Linked DNA regions of Sus scrofa: region 2 is linked to region 1. Evidence: chromatin contacts called from public HiChIP or PLAC-seq data. All regions are on one chromosome and are shown on one strand. Each heading gives the region's core, a stretch centred on a gene start, on an enhancer-like site or on the middle of the called end of the contact. The rest is flanking DNA. Distances are from core to core; before and after follow the strand shown. Region 1 holds the start of TLCD1 (calfacilitin). Region 2 holds the start of FLOT2 (flotillin-2).

Region 1 (7,322 bases), core at 2,866-5,365:
AGGCTTTTTACCTCCACTTGAACCTAGATTTAGCAAGATGAGATGTTGAGATCTTACCTTTAGCTTCAAAACAGGACGATGTATCCAGGCAAATAGAGCCTTGCTTCTCTTTAAGTTTCAGGTGGAAAGATGTGTTGGGTGCGTTCAAGCTGCTGAATCTTTAACGTGAGCTAGCTGTAAATAAAAAGCTTTTAGAATTGATGGCCTGGGATTTCCTGCTGAGGTGCAGTGGTTGGTTTAAGGACCCTAATGCAGCGGCTCAGGTCACTGCTGGGGTACAGGTTTGAACCCTGGCCTGGGAACCTCCATGTGCTGCGGGCGTGGCCATAAAAAGAAGGAATCCATGGCCTGCAAGCCCTCGGAAGGGGCAAAATAATTGATTCTGCATCATGGTGAAGCATTAACATTCTTTGGAATCCTAGCCTGGGTTTCAAGATTCTGTGATATGTGTATTTTGGGGTTATCTAACCTCTTAAGTCTTGGGTTTCTTCTAGAAATTTGCCCTTCAGAAATGTTGAGGTCAGATAAAGAATGAAGACGTCTGGAACTCAGATCAGTGTTTAATCACTTAAAGGATGAAAGCCCTTCATAGGAAAGAGCACCAGGGTTCTGCCCCATGCTGAGCCTTCAGGTCCCCAGGCTTTGGGGTGCACATGATGACACCGTTAAGCGACCAAAGTCTGACAGAAATGATTGCTGCCTCGTTGTCTGATGCACTTGGGCTCCAGAAGAGGGCCCACCTTTTCTTTTACTGGGCCCAAGCCAGGTGACCCCTTTTTGCCTCTCCCAGGCTTGACCACTATGCCATCATCAAGTTCCCCCTCACCACTGAGTCAGCCATGAAGAAAATAGAAGACAACAACACACTTGTGTTCATTGTGGATGTCAAGGCCAACAAGCACCAGATTAAACAGGCTGTGAAGAAGCTCTATGACATTGATGTGGCTAAGGTCAACACTTTGATCAGGTGAGGGAGGTCCCACGGGGTGGGGAGGAGGCCAGCACCTCTGTCGGAAACCAGAAAACCTGAATGGAATGAAATTCTTTGATGCTGCTTTTGGGGTCAGAAGTAGGCTTTCCAGTGTGTAAGCCTTGAGAAGTGGGCAGTCCCTGCTACATTTACAGTCCCTTGTATGGAGTATGGATTTCGAACTGTCCTGCCTCTAGGGCTTGGGGGGATGGTGCTCATTTTCTTGATCCCTGTCTTTAGACAGAAGCAGGCCCGAGAGTAACATACAGTTAACATCAGAACACCTGCGGTGTTTCCCATAAAATGAAACTGGCTCCTTTTGTGGCTTAGTGGGGTCACTGATCCCCTCTGTGCAAATGATGGAAAAACTGCTGTGTGTGTGTGGGGGGGGAATGACATGAACAAAGGAACCACTGATGTGCCAGAAGACTGGGGAGGAAGAGAGTGTATAGGGGCAGGGAGGGCAGCAAGGACTAAGGCTTCCTTCTCCACCCTAGGCCTGATGGAGAGAAGAAGGCATATGTTCGACTAGCTCCTGACTATGATGCTTTGGATGTTGCTAACAAAGTAAGCTTCCTTTACTACAAACTCCTTAACACCCCCCTTCCTGGGTGCAAATGATGTATCTCTAAGCGACCAAAGCCTGAATCAAACTTCGGTGATTAGTCTCAACTGACTGACTGCACCCCTGTCTTACCCCTTATCTTGTGCCCTCATTTTGCATTTTAACTATGACATTCCCACTTTAATCTTCACATTTCAGCTCCCAGTAACAAAGCTCCCTTTTGTTTTTCAGATTGGGATCATCTAAACTGAGTCCAGCTGGCTAATTCTAAATATAAAAGTCATCACTAAATGCATGCTTTTTTGTCTGTATGTTGATTTCTGGTTGGGAGGCCTTACTGTGGTATATACACACCTGAGTAAGAGGGCTTGGGCAAGACTCTTGGTCTCAGTTACCTAACCCTGTTGGGACACTTGGCACTGTCACCTCACCATACTTATGTCAGTGACCAGACTGGGGTTGGTGTTTTTAGGACAACTACAGCTTGCCTCCATCACAGAGGTAAGAGACCAAGCAAGAAGCTTTACAAGAACCTTTTCCTTTATCTCTGGAAGAGGCTTTGTATAAAACCAATACTCAGTTTTCATTAGCACCCATTTTAGGGCAGTGCGAGTTGGCTGCTGGCTTTCCCGTAGCACCTTGTCCCCACACCCATCTACTCTGTCCAACCGGTCTGTCTGCTTCCCTCATCCCTTGCCCAAGAAAGGACAAGGACTTCAGAAGAGTACTTTCATTAGGGTTTTCAATAGTAGGTGCAGATGTGAAAGGTGGAGAGCATGGCCCCAGAGGACGCCTCAGGTGAGGGCTGAAGTCTCAGTTTATATGTGAGGCTGTTTTTTGTCACAAGTCCCTGGGTCTGTGCTTTTCACTCGGTCAAGAACTTGTCCTTGTGTTTCTGCCTGGGTATCTGCTCAGGGCAGAAGTCAGAGCGGAGGAGGCGGGAAAAATAGATGAGGATCATGACATCCAGCATGAGCAGGATGCTCAGCAGGAAGGTTCCCAGGGTCCTTTGGCCAGCATAACCCAGGAAGAGATAGGTGAGGTAGGCCTGAGGGGCTAGGCGGAAGAGAAGATACATGACCAAGTTGATGTATTTGTTGACCCGATAGAGGAGGAGATCTTGGGCGTTACTGATTTTCATCATCATGCGTATCGTGAGGAAGATGTTGCTGACCTCCACCAGCAGGGTTAGGACACCGCCACCAACAAATCTGCTCCAAAAGATGCCTGAAAAGAAGGCACCCATGGCCTACAAGGCAAGGGAGAGAATGGGTTAGGGAACTCAGATGCCAAAGCTTTTCTGGAAGTTGGTGGGAATATGAAGGCTACAAGATTGGGGGCTAGGAAATCCTCCCGTTTGCATCTTTTGGAAACACAGTGTATTCAATACAATTACATTTTGAACCCTATCCACAAGTTCTTGCTATGGGTGGAGTTTTCAGGCAAAGAAAATGAGGCCACGATTGCTGGCCTCAAGTAGTGAAGCAAGGGTACAGAGACTACCAACCCTCAGCATTCTAGCATTAGACCATAGGCCCCTGGGTGGGGTTATCTCCCAGATTCAAAAAGGCTTAGATTAGGTTGCTAGCACCAGGCCTATTCCACATCCCCTGCTCACTTACCATGACGTGATGGACAAGGTATTCCCAAGAAGCCCGTGATTGATGACTAACCACGATATCCACCGTGTCGTGGATGAAATACCCTAGCCGAGGGATGGGGAAGAGGTCATAAACGGGACTGAGCAAGAAACATTCCTGTCCCTCCCAACTACTTAATACGAAGCAAGACCTACCTGCAGAGAAACAAACGAGCAGATAGCCAGAAAGCGACCATGCTGTTTCAATCTCTACCAGCATCTCCGGGGTCTGCCATATACTGGATGGGAGGGAAGAAGGCAGGCGCTTCACTCGGTATCCCCAAGGACCCACAACCATGCCAGTGCCCGGGGAGTCTGGGCTGGTGCTATTGGCTGACCGGGAGCGAGGAGGGGCTTGGCTGAAACCCAGGTGTTCGCCGTTTCCCAGGTGAGAACCCCCCTCCCCTGGGGCTGCAGCCGCTCCTGGTTGGACAGCATTCTAAACCGGGAATCAGGTGAGACTGCCTGGGCCTCAGCCCGCCAATGAGTGATGGGAAGAGTAATGCGGGATCCCCTAGCCGCCTTCACTCCCCCAGTCCTTCACTCACCACAGCAGCGCCCAGGTCCCTGACACAATGGAATGGGCGAAGGAGACGAGCAGGTTGTGCCAGCGCCAGGTGCGCAGGGGGTCGGCGCGCACGTGCGCCGGTAGGGCCAGGCGACAGAGCGCGTGCCGGAGCGCCCGGAAGGTCAGCGTGGCGCCCAGGAGCAGCGGCAGGGCGGGGAGCAGCATTGGGGGCATGCTGACCCTCCCTGCCTTCTGTCTGTTCGCCCTCTAGGCCGCCTCCTCCGGCAGTTCGGGAAAGGGACTTTCTTTTGGGCTGGTCCACCCCCGACGCCTTTCCTGGCGGCCGCCAGCCTCACACACACTGTCTCCGCGGAGCCCTGTAGGCCCCCTTCGCTCCTCCCGTCCCTTCCCGTCCGGCCTCTGCCCCCGCCCCCAACCACCCGCGCCCCCGCCCCGCCCCGCCCTCCTGTCCCCGCCCCTCCGGCGCCTCCGCAGCGCGGAGGGCGAGAGCCCCATTTCCCCTCAGGCCCCCCAGGCCCCGCCAGGCTCCCGCGGACTTTGGGCAAAAGAGGCTGTCCTGGGGCCGCCACCGCCAAGCCACCCCTCGCTGGCGCCTCCCGACTGCCGACGGAGTCCCGCTTCGCTCGCCTGGCCTGGTTAACCCAAATCCCCTGGCGTCCCAGCTCCCCTGCCTGGGCGGGCCCTGAGAGAACTCTCTCCTCCCTTACCTCCTTTACCCGCAAAGCTGGGCGGGACCCGTCACGCACCCACGTCTTTTAAATCCCTAAACCTGGGGACCAGCCGGTGCCCCGTATCCGACGATGATCTCTCAGACCGTATTTTTCCGCTAGCATCTTCAGGCCAGAGTCGAACACGTTTACCTGCCTCTACCTCATCCCGCCCAAGTCACTGCCTAGAATCTGTCGACTAACCTATCACCACCCCTCCTCCCAGCCGGCTCTTGGGCTCCTGGGGCCGCGCGGCAGTCACAGTCCTCCCTCAGACAGTCCCAGCTCTCTTCTCCCCGCTTCCTGGAGGCCGGAGCGGGGAAGACGGCCGATGTGCCCAGGCCACCAGGGTGACCCTCACTTTGCCGGCCAGTGGCCTGGAGCAGTTGCAACTCACGACCGCTAGGTGACAGCCTGTCCTCACGCGGCGTGGGATCCCCTCCCGGCGTACAAGGAAGGAGGTGGTGTTTTTGCCCAAGAGTTAACCAGACTCAGCGAACGAAAGGGCGGAGGTAAAAGAGAAGGGAGTAGTTGGAGCGGGGGTGGGGGGCTGCTCTGAGAGTGAGGGAAAACCAGAAGCCTGAGGCGCCAAGAGGTTTGGGTGTTTGCTCTGCCTCCCCTGATGGCTCCAAGGTTACACATTAACCTCTCTGGGGCTCCGGGTCAACCAAGGCCTGATCAGTTTCTAGGTGAGAACACGGAGTGTCCCAGCTGAGTGGCTTTCCCCCTTGCCCTCCTCTGCTCACAGGGCAGCTTTGTCCGCCGGACACCCTGGCCTGAGCCAGCTACCAACAGGCCCTCATGGGGCCTTTCCAGTGGTCATTCCACGTGGGTAGTTTTGGGTACCCTTTCAAGGGCCAGGGTGGGAACAGAAGATAAACACCCCTTTCCTCACGTTCCTCACCCACTCAGAAATAGGGACGCTATCCCTTAGCTAATCATCGTCCTTCCTGCTACCTTAACTGAGATTTTATAGAGGTCATGAAGGGCAGAAGGCGGTGGGTAGACACCTGGAATTAAACTCACTTCCGGCCAAGATCTTAGACTATTGTACTACTAACCAGCCCCCCACCTCTGGGCAGAAGATTTGAACCCATATCAGGCGAATGATTCTTTCCTCCTCTCCCGCCTGGATGCCTTCAGGTGGTAGTCCCGTTCCCTCCCATTTTCCCCCAAGGAAGTTCTCCCTAGTTGAGTATTGAAGGCAGATTTCCCTGCGGCAGCGGCAGCGCTGTGTGTGTGCGTTGGGGAGTTGGTGTTGACAAGCGCAGGGCTCAGTCTTGACAGCAGTGTCACCTTCTGCCTAGTCGAATCAACTTGCACAGCTCGGGATTTCCCCGGTTCCTCCCTAGGCAAACACGAAACTAACCCTGCACCCTGCCCCACAGACCGAGAGCGCTGACTCTCTCGGTTCAATTTTGGTAGTGTCTATCGTTTGCATGCCAGTGAGAATCTGCCCTATCCTTCGAAGCAGTCACTAGTTTGCAAAGAGGGATGCGGAGCGAGATCGGTCCTCGCCTCCAACCCTCATTCGGCGTGCGCAGGGAACCCCTCCAGTCTAAGAAAGCTTTGCGAGGGCGAGATGCGTGTGTGGGAGGTGGCTGGTGCTGTGTTGGCCTTTGCGGAGCGCGCCCCCCAAAACAGCGTATTACTCCATTCCTTGGACCCTGGAAGGGCGACTGCGGATCCCGGCCACAGGAACCCTGCAAAACAGCCAAAGCAGATGAGAGGCTGAACCAACACCCAACTCCCCCGGCTCCGCCCCGTAATTATCTTGCAGAGCAGGAGGCGTGGCTCTAGAGAAGGCGGGTTCGCGCAAGCGCCGCGCCTGGGCTTGAGGATTCCGGAAATGTGACTCTGAAAAATGAGATGGAGAAGTACGAGCGGATCCGAGTGGTGGGGAGAGGTGCCTTCGGGTGAGCCAGGGCTCTGGGGGAGGAAATTGCTACGGGAGAGGGAAAATAAGCCCCGCGAAATCGCTAAGCGCGAAATCGTTGCCTGCTCAGCCCCGCCCCGAAGCGTTAGCGCCCTCTACGAGAAGCCCCGCCCAGGCTTCCGGTCCCGGTCCTGGATGGGAAACTCCGCCTCCAAGGAGGTCACGCCCCTGGCTCTTCTCTGCGCCCCCGCAGAGTTCTGTTGCTCTATCCTGATTCATTCATTCAACAAATATTGAGCGGCAACTATACACGTCAGGATCTTGGTGCTGTGCACACAGCTAAGCCCAAAAGAGGCGTGGTCTTTTCCCTCTCCGAGCTTACAGACTAACGGAAAATTAGAAAATAAACAGGACATTGTTAAAGCAGTGATCAACAAACTGCCTGTGAGAATAGAGTACACCACCAGGGAGTATTCCTTTGGGGTGGTGAAAGAAAATTTCTCGGATAGTTGAGATTTAATGCCAAGACTTGAGGAATGAGGACCAGAAGTCGGAAGAAGGTAGAGTTTCTCAAGCAGAGGAACCAGTTTATGCGAAGGTCCTCACGTGGGAACGAATGCAGAGTATTCAAGGAACTGAGAAAAAGACTAATGTAGTTGGAATGTAGTGAGCAAGGTAAAGATGGAATAAAATGTTATTGTCACAGAGGGCGGAAACCAGATTATGGCTGCTGTAGGCTGAGATTAAGAAGTTGAATATATTTGCAGTGTAAAGGAAAGAGGTTTAAGCAAAGGAATGGTCTTTGCATTTTAAAAAATGTCACTCTGGAAGTTCCCGTCTTGGCTCAGCGGTTAGCAAACCCGACTTGCATCCATGAGGACATGGGTTCCATCCCTGGCCTCACTCACTGGGTTAAGGATCCTGTGTTACCATGAGCTATGGTGTAGTTGCAGATACAGCTCAGATCCCACTTTGCAGTGGTGGTGGTGTAGGCTGGGGGCTACAGCTCCGATTGGACCACTAGCCTGGGAATTGC
Region 2 (7,704 bases), core at 545-3,044, 160 kb after region 1:
AGCCAGCCCTGCTTTGGCCACTGGCCAGGGGACCAGGTTCCTGGCAACTGGAAGGCACAGTGCAGGGTTTCCTCCTGCCTCCAGTCTCAAGGGTCTCTACAAGGACGAGAGCGGAGATTTTGTCTCCTTGGCCCAGAGTCTGGGCTTCTAGAAAGAAACTCCACAAGCAAAACCAAGTGCAGTGTGGCTCAGATTGGGGTTTCTACAAGCTTCTCTAGGGGTGGGGGCTGGGAGACTGGCCCAGGTCTTTTGTTTTTGTTTTTATGGCTGTACCCAAGGCATATGGAAGTTCTCTGGCCAGGGATTGAATCCAAGTCACAGCTGCGACCTATGCCACAGCTGCAGCAATGCTGGATCCTTAAACCCACTGTGCCTGGATGGGGCTCTAACCTGTGCCTCCACAGCGACTTGGGTGGCATTCTTGACCCATTGCACCAAGGCAGGCGGGAACCCCTGGCCCAGGTCTTACAGAGGTGTAGGTTTGGCCTCAGTGCTCTCTGGGGGTCTCCCTAGTGACCTTACGGCTAGCTCTGGTTTTCAGGGAGGTAAAGAATCTTAAATTCCCCCACAGGGGTAAGGTCTTAGTGAGGGAGAGTGGGGATTTCCTGTCCCAGGGAAATCAATTTTGAGATCCACACTGAGCCAGAGGCCATGTTCTGGGGTGAAAGTTTCCAATGGATTCATCACACCTCTCAAAGGTGGACAGCTTCCTGCCCTGGCCCAGCACACCCTCTTCTGCTCAATTCTAGAGCCAGCCCTAACGACTCTGTGCACAGGCGGAGAATCCACACTGACAGTGGGAAGTAAAGACAGGAGGGATTCCTGCAGCTACAGGCCTCCAAGCTGTCAGGAAACAGGCCCTCTCCCCAGCACCTGTGAGCTTGGGCTGCACAAATTGATGGCTTGAAAGGCTCCAGCCTCTTCCTCAAATTCCCAAATATACAACATACACAGCAGCCTTAGGACAAGATCCCTCTCATCTCCCCAATACTGCAGTCCCCCGGCCCCACCTAAGCTCACAGAAATTCTGGAGCCTGCAGCATTTTGCAACCTGAGCGACACAGCCCAGAGCCCGGTTTCGCAACCTGTAGAGGCCGCACCCGCGTTTCCCAGGCGGGCAGTGCCAATAAACCAGCACGCCCCAGCCTGCTGGGAATTAACGGGTCTGTGCCCAGATGGGCACCTGCCTTCCAAGGCTGCGTGACCCACCCTAGTCCCGGGCGCTGGCATCCAGCCAAACTGTGTTCCCGGAACCCCAAGGCTTCAGTTCAGGACCCCCTAGGCCACAGGGGCGACCCTGCTAGGGGAGGAGACGAAGGAAGGAGGGAATAAACACCGGCAAACACGCAGCGGGGGAAGGCGGGGGGAGAGCCCGGCGAGTGCCCGAGAACGCGGGGCAGGAAGGTGGAGCACAGGGGTCCCTCCTGAAAGGGTCTCAGGTGCGGCCCGGGAAGCCGCGGACTCAGGCCCCACCTCCCGCGCTGCCCCCCACCCGCGGAGCCCCTCCCCGTCCGCTGCCCAGCCCGGTCCCCGCCCTCCCGGGCACGGCCCCCCGCCCCAAACGTCTCCGGCCCCCCTCCCCCGCCGCCCCCTCACCTGAAACCACCAGCGCCTCGTTGGGCCCCACCGTGTGGCAATTGCCCATGGCGCCGGAGGGACGGAGGGCCCTCGGGGGGCCGCCGAGACCTGGACAGCAGCAGCGGGCCCGCACCGCCGGCCGCGCCCAGCCTATCCCGCCACCCCCAGCGGCCGCCCGCCGGCGCCCCTCCGCGGCCGCAGCCTCGCCGGAAGTGTGGCGGCGGAGGGCGGGGCCGGCGTGTGGAGGGAGGCGGCCCGAGCCAGGCTGTCAACACGCTCGATTTTAATTTTCAAAGTATTTGGCCCAGCCTGCCCGGCCTGTGGAAGTTCCCAGGCCAGAGATCGAACCCGGGTCGCAGCAGTGACAACGCAGGATCCTTAACCTGCTGTGCCATCAGGGAGCTCTTCAAGTGGTTGTATTACACAGAGCTGGCATCGTGGGGGCTCGGCCCTCAAGCAGTCCTGAAGGCGTTCCTTGGGGAGCCTGGATAACAACTGCCACGCCCCGCCTCGCCTCCCAGCACCCACCTTACAGGGGTGGGCCCTGGAGTCAGCCCGCCTGGGCCTGGGCTCCGATCTCAGTCCCTGCTCTTTCTAGCGGAGATCCGGAACGAGTTCCCTCTCTGGCTGCCTAGTCCCGCCTCTGGAAAGTGGGAATAATGTAACTAGGTGATCGCAAAGGGCACAACTGAACAATTCTCCATACTGATGGTGCATCAGATTAAAAATGCCCAGGCCTCCATCATCCAGGGCTGAGTGTTCCTCAGGGTAGAGCCTGGAGATAAGAAATTCAAATTCCTGAGGAGCAGCATCTGGCACAACCGCCCCCCCTCCCCGCCCCCCGGGCTTACTGTCACTCTCAGGAAGAAATCATCACCCTTTATTTCCTTCAACCAGGAAAAGAGCTCTCCAGGACATATACCTTGAAGCCCCCACAAAGTGACCATGGAGGTAAAAATCTCAACCACCTCAGTGTCCAGTGCATGACCATAGCCTGGTACATGGCTAAGGCTTTCAAGGATCACCCAGAGCCTTAGAAAGCTTCCCAGCCCGGAGGTTAGGAGGCTTGGGGCTCTGGTTCAGCTTTAACTGGAATTCGGCGTGTGACCTTGGACAAGTCTGGTGAACTCTGAGGGCTGGTGTAGGGTTCAGAAGCTGCGGGCTCCTCAGGGTGGGGGCTGCTCAGAGAAGATGGGACTCCTGGGTCCACAGGCTGGGGCTCTTCATCAGATTCAGCATCTTCCCCTGGCTCAAGCCCTGCCAGCCTTTTGCTGGCCTCCCACAGCCGATGGGCTGCCCGGTCGTCTCTGGCGGCTGGGGGCACCTCTTCCACATGGCAGTTGGCAAAGTATCTCCCACTGAGGGGCTCAATGCCCTCCTGCAGAGCGCAGTACAGAGGTGTCTGGGCACCCCCTCGTGGTGCCCGCAGCACCAGCCAAGCCAGTGGGCACAAAAGTGGGCGTAGCCATCTGGGAACGTGGCGTAGGAACAACTCTGAGTTGACGGGACCTGGGAACAGGAAGAAAGGAAGGAGAGGGAGAAGAGTGGGTAAGGGCTCATGGTAAAAGCAGCAAGAACAGGGTTAGAAGGGAGGAGGGAACAGAGTCCAATTCCAGGGGAACCAGGGTAAGATTTACCAGGCATTCAGGGCCCCACAAGCCAAGCTAACTCATTTCTTTTTCTTTTTTTTTTTTTTTTTTTTTTGTCTTTTTAGGGCCACACCTGTGGCATAAGGAAGTTCCCAGACTAGGGGTCAAATTGGAGCCACAGCAACTGCCAGATCCACGCCTCAACTGCAACCTACACCACAACTCATGGCAACGCAGGATCCCTAACCCACTGAGCAAGGCCAGGAATCGAACCTGCATCCTCATGGATTCTAGTTGAGTTCCTTAACTGCTAAGCCACAATAGGAACTCCCAACATAACTCATTTCTAACAGCAAGCTGCCTCTTCTCCGTCCAAACTCCTTATAAATCCTCATCTTCCAGATTTTGATTATGCTGTGTCTCTAGCCTGGAACAATTCTGTCTCTCTCCACCTTTTCTACTAGCTCAAGTCCTGTTCCTCTGTTTAAACATCAAACATTTATTCACACCTATTGTAGACCAGCCCCTGTTTTGGATATTAGAGCTATGGAGTATAGTAAAGGTTAGCTGTAATTACTATTGTCTCATTATAATTATTAATATGTCTTATGCAATGACTGTCTGAAATGCAATACGGGAGAGAGGAGTTCTCGTTGTGGCACAGTGGAAATGAATCCTACTAGGAACCAAGAGGTTGCGGGTTCGATCCCTAGCCTTGCTCAATGGGTTAAAGATCTGGTGTTGCCATGAGCTGTGGTGTAGGTCGCAGACGCGGCTCCGATGTGATGTTGCTGTGGCTGTGGTGCAGGCTGGCAGCTGTAGCTCTGATTCGACCCCTAGCCTGAGAACCTCCATATGCTGTGGGTGTGGCCCTAAAAAGCAAAAAAAAAAAAAAAAAGGGTGGGGGAAGAGTTCCCTGGTGGCCTAGTGGTTAAGGATTTGGTGTTGTCACTGCTATGGCTTGGTTCCATCCCTAGCCTAAGGAAATTCTGCATGCTGTGGGCATGGCCAAAACCAAAATTTAAAAATAAATTCATGGGAGTTCCCGTCGTGGCGCAGTGGTTAACGAATCTGACTAGGAACCATGAGGTTGCGGGTTCGGTCCCTGCCCTTGCTCAGTGGGTTAACGATCCGGCGTTGCCGTGAGCTGTGGTGTAGGTTGCAGACGCGGCTCGGATCCCGAGTTGCTGTGGCTCTGGCATAGGCCGGTGGCTACAGCTCCGATTCGACCCCTAGCCTGAGAACCTCCATATGCCGTGGGAGCGGCCCAAGAAATAGCTATAAAAAAGACAAAAAAAAATAAATAAATAAATTCATGATGGTAATATGTGTAGGGCAGATCTTGTTATCCTGTAACCTGTTCCCTAAAGGCAAGGATGAGGTTATTCATCAGTGAAATGATTCAGATTATAAGACAAAATGCTTACAGTGGCCGCTCAGACCCTAGGTGACCCAGCCCATGTCTATATGTCATGTCTTGCCACTCTCCCCCTCTTACTCTGTTCCAGACACACCAGGCTCCCTGTTCTTTCTCAAACACTTCTGCCTCAGGACCTTTGCACTGGCTTTTCTTTTACTCTTCTCCCCAGAAAGCCTCATGGCTTATTTTCTCATTTCCTTGAGTCTCTTCTCAAATGTCACCTTTTCAGATGTCTTCCTTGACTGCCACAGATAAGATAGCTTCCCCTCTCCTATCATTTCTTATTTCCTTTTTTTTTTCTTCTTTTTACAGCCACACTTATGGTATATGGAAGTTCTCAGGGCTACGGGTCAAATAGAAGCTGTGCTGCCAGCCGACACCACAGCCACAGCCATGCCGGCTATGAGTTGCATCTGCAACCTACACCACAGCTCACAGCAATGCCGGATCCGTAACTGATTGAGTGAGGCCAGGGATGGAACATGCATCCTCACAGACACTATGTTGGCTTCCTAGCCTGCTGAGCCACAACAGGAGCTCCTTATTCCCTCGTTTTATCCTTCCCCATATCACTTTATCACCACCTGTCATTGTGTATATTTATTTATTAGCTGTCTCCTTCTCTAAAGTACAATGTAAGCTCTACAAGGATAAGGTCTTTTTTTTTTTTTTTTTTTTTTTTGGTCTTTTTGCCTTTTCTAGGGCTGCTCCATGGCATATGGAGGTTCCCAGGCTAGGGGTCCAATCGGAGCTGTAGCCACCTGCCTACACCAGAGCCACAGCAATGCAGGATCTGAGCCGAGTCTGCGACTTACACCACAGCTCACGGGGCAACGCCAGATCCTTAACCCAATAAGCAAGGCCAGGGATCAAACCCGCAACCTCATGGTTCCTAGTCGGATTCGTTAGCCACTGTGCCACAACGGGAACTCCAAGGTCTTTGTTTTTTTCTTTCTTTTTTTTTTTTTTTTTTTTTTTTTTTTTTGTCTTTTTGCTATTTCTTTGGGCCGCTCCCACGGCATATGGAGGTTCCCAGGCTAGGGGTCGAATCGGAGCTGTAGCCACCTGCCTACACCAGAGCCACAGCAACGCGGGATCCGAGCCACGTCTGCAACCTACACCATAGCTCACAGCAACGCCAGATCGTTAACCCACTGAGCAAGGGCAGGAACCGAACCCGCAACCTCATGGTTCCTAGTCAGATTCGTTAACCACTGCGCCACCACGGGAACTCCTCTTTGTTTTTTTCATTGCTACATCCCCTGCACTGAGATTAATGCCAGAAACATAGGTCCTCAATAAATGTTTCCTGAATGCATGAACCAACACCATCATTATCATGTTATAGTCCGTTCAGTCATATAGATGGCTCCTGGGGTGAGAACCTGGCCTTATTCATGGCCATACCCTACTCCGTAGTCAGCATCCAAGCCTGTGGTGTGAGAGGAAGAACTCAGCAATGAACAGGTCCCTCCTTGGACCAGGCTTCCTTCCTGCTCTGAGATTCTGTTGCTCAGTGAGAAGCTGGGGGAGTACCGGGTGGGGCAAGGATGAAAGAGGGGGAATCAAAACAAAGCAGAGCAGTTTGAGAGCCAGGTCTCACCTGGGTGGGCTGCATAGCAGGTGACGCCAGTGCCCTCAAGCTGAGTGGCAAGCTCCCTGGTAAACAGTACATTGGCCAGCTTACTATCTGCATATGCCCGCAGCTCCTGCCGCCAGCCTACCACTGGGCGGTCCAGGCGTGTGAAGTCGAGGCGGCCTCGCCGGTGAGCAGCCGAGGACACCACCACCACGCGGCTGGGGGCGCATGTCTTCAGCCGGGGCAGCAGCAGGTGTGTCAGCAGAAAGGGGCCGACGTGGTTCACTCGCAACAGCAGGTTAAAGGGCTCGCGGGTCCGGCCACAGGAACTGATCCCTGGGACAGTGGAACACGGCTAGGTGTGAGTAACTGCTCCAGAGGGACTCCCAGAGGCCTTGGTGTCTCCCATGTGAGATGTCGGTAGGGGGTATCCTTCCCACATGTCCATTGGGCCCGGAAAACCCTGGCTGGAGGGGTCAGCTGCCCCTGGCCACCCACTGCCCCCCTGCACGGCCTGCTGCCCCTCACCGGCATTGTGGATGAGGATGTCCAGCCGTGGCTCAGAGCTCAGGAAGGCAGTGGCAAAGGCCCTCACGGAGGCCAGACTGGCCAAGTCCAAGGCCATGAAGATGACCTCATTGTTCCCACTTTCCTGTGGAGTGGCAAGGGCTGGGCTGTCATATGCATCCCTCTCCCCAAGCGGCAAATTCTGAGAGTCCAACCGCTCCTACAACTAAGATCTGCCCCATGCATTAGAATGTAGTGGATATTGTGCGTGGACACTGGATGCGAATCTTTTTTTTTTACGGCTGCACCTGCAGCATATGGAAGTTCCCAGGCTAGGGGTCAAATTAGAGCTGCAGCTGCCGGCCTATGTTACAGCCACCGCAACATGGGGATCCCAGCCGTGTCTGCAACCTATGCCACAGCTCGCAGCAACGCTGGATCCCTGACCAACTGAGAGAGGCCAGGGATCGAAACTGCGTTTTCATGGATACTAGTCAGATTTGTTTCTGCCATGCCTCAACAGGAACTCCTTTCTTTTTTCTTTTTTTTTAATGGCCGCACTGGTGTCATATGGAAGTTCCCAAGCCAGGGATCGAATCCGAGCTGCAGCTGTTGCAACGCTGGATCTTTAAACCCGCTGCACCTCCCAGGGATCAAACCCACACCTCTGCAGCAACCTGAGCTGTTGCAGTAGGATACATAATCCACTGTGCCATAGCGGGAACTCCTGGATGCAAATCTTGACTTTTCCTTCTACTAGAGTGTGTCCTTGAGCAAGATACTTAATCTTTCTGAGCCTTAGTTTTCTGTAAAATGGAAATAATAATATAGTATTTACAGTTATTGTGAGGATTAAATGAGTTACTGTATTTAAAATCTTTAGAACAGTGCTTGGCACGCAGTCAGCACCGTATAGGCACGTGCTATTATTATTATCATACCCTCTGCCCATTATTGTTTACCCTAAAATCTACAACAGACTCCCTGCTGGCCTCCAGCCCACTCTTGTCTCCTCTAAACCAGGTACCACA

What was found. HiChIP or PLAC-seq counts read pairs in DNA pulled down with a chosen protein or histone mark.
Region 2: a contact with region 1 is called in an H3K27ac HiChIP or PLAC-seq map of alveolar macrophages. The contact joins the promoter of FLOT2 here to the promoter of TLCD1 in region 1. A contact is called at or near these places in 2 of 5 promoter capture datasets (fetal liver and liver), 3 of 47 Hi-C or Micro-C datasets (embryonic fibroblasts and liver) and 1 of 2 datasets of contacts at active chromatin or transcription factors (alveolar macrophages).

What each region holds. Positions count from the first base shown.
Region 1 is chr12:44,958,908-44,966,229 of Sscrofa11.1, forward strand. TLCD1 (calfacilitin) reads right to left here and starts at 4,116. Exons shown (of 3, transcript XM_013989985.2): 1 at 3,723-4,116; 2 at 3,158-3,413; 3 at 2,058-2,784. The coding sequence starts at 3,916. The coding sequence ends at 2,401. NEK8 (serine/threonine-protein kinase Nek8) reads left to right here and starts at 4,188. Exons shown (of 16, transcript XM_021067481.1): 1 at 4,188-4,922; 2 at 6,191-6,326. The coding sequence starts at 6,280. RPL23A (60S ribosomal protein L23a) reads left to right here. Exons shown (of 5, transcript XM_003131772.3): 3 at 791-967; 4 at 1,468-1,537; 5 at 1,767-1,830. The coding sequence ends at 1,781.
Region 2 is chr12:45,118,709-45,126,412 of Sscrofa11.1, forward strand. It overlaps FLOT2 (flotillin-2), which reads right to left and starts at 1,795. Exons shown (of 11, transcript XM_021067496.1): 1 at 1,597-1,795. The coding sequence starts at 1,645. It overlaps DHRS13 (dehydrogenase/reductase SDR family member 13), which reads right to left. Exons shown (of 5, transcript XM_021067495.1): 3 at 6,695-6,818; 4 at 6,191-6,502; 5 at 2,438-3,087. The coding sequence ends at 2,636.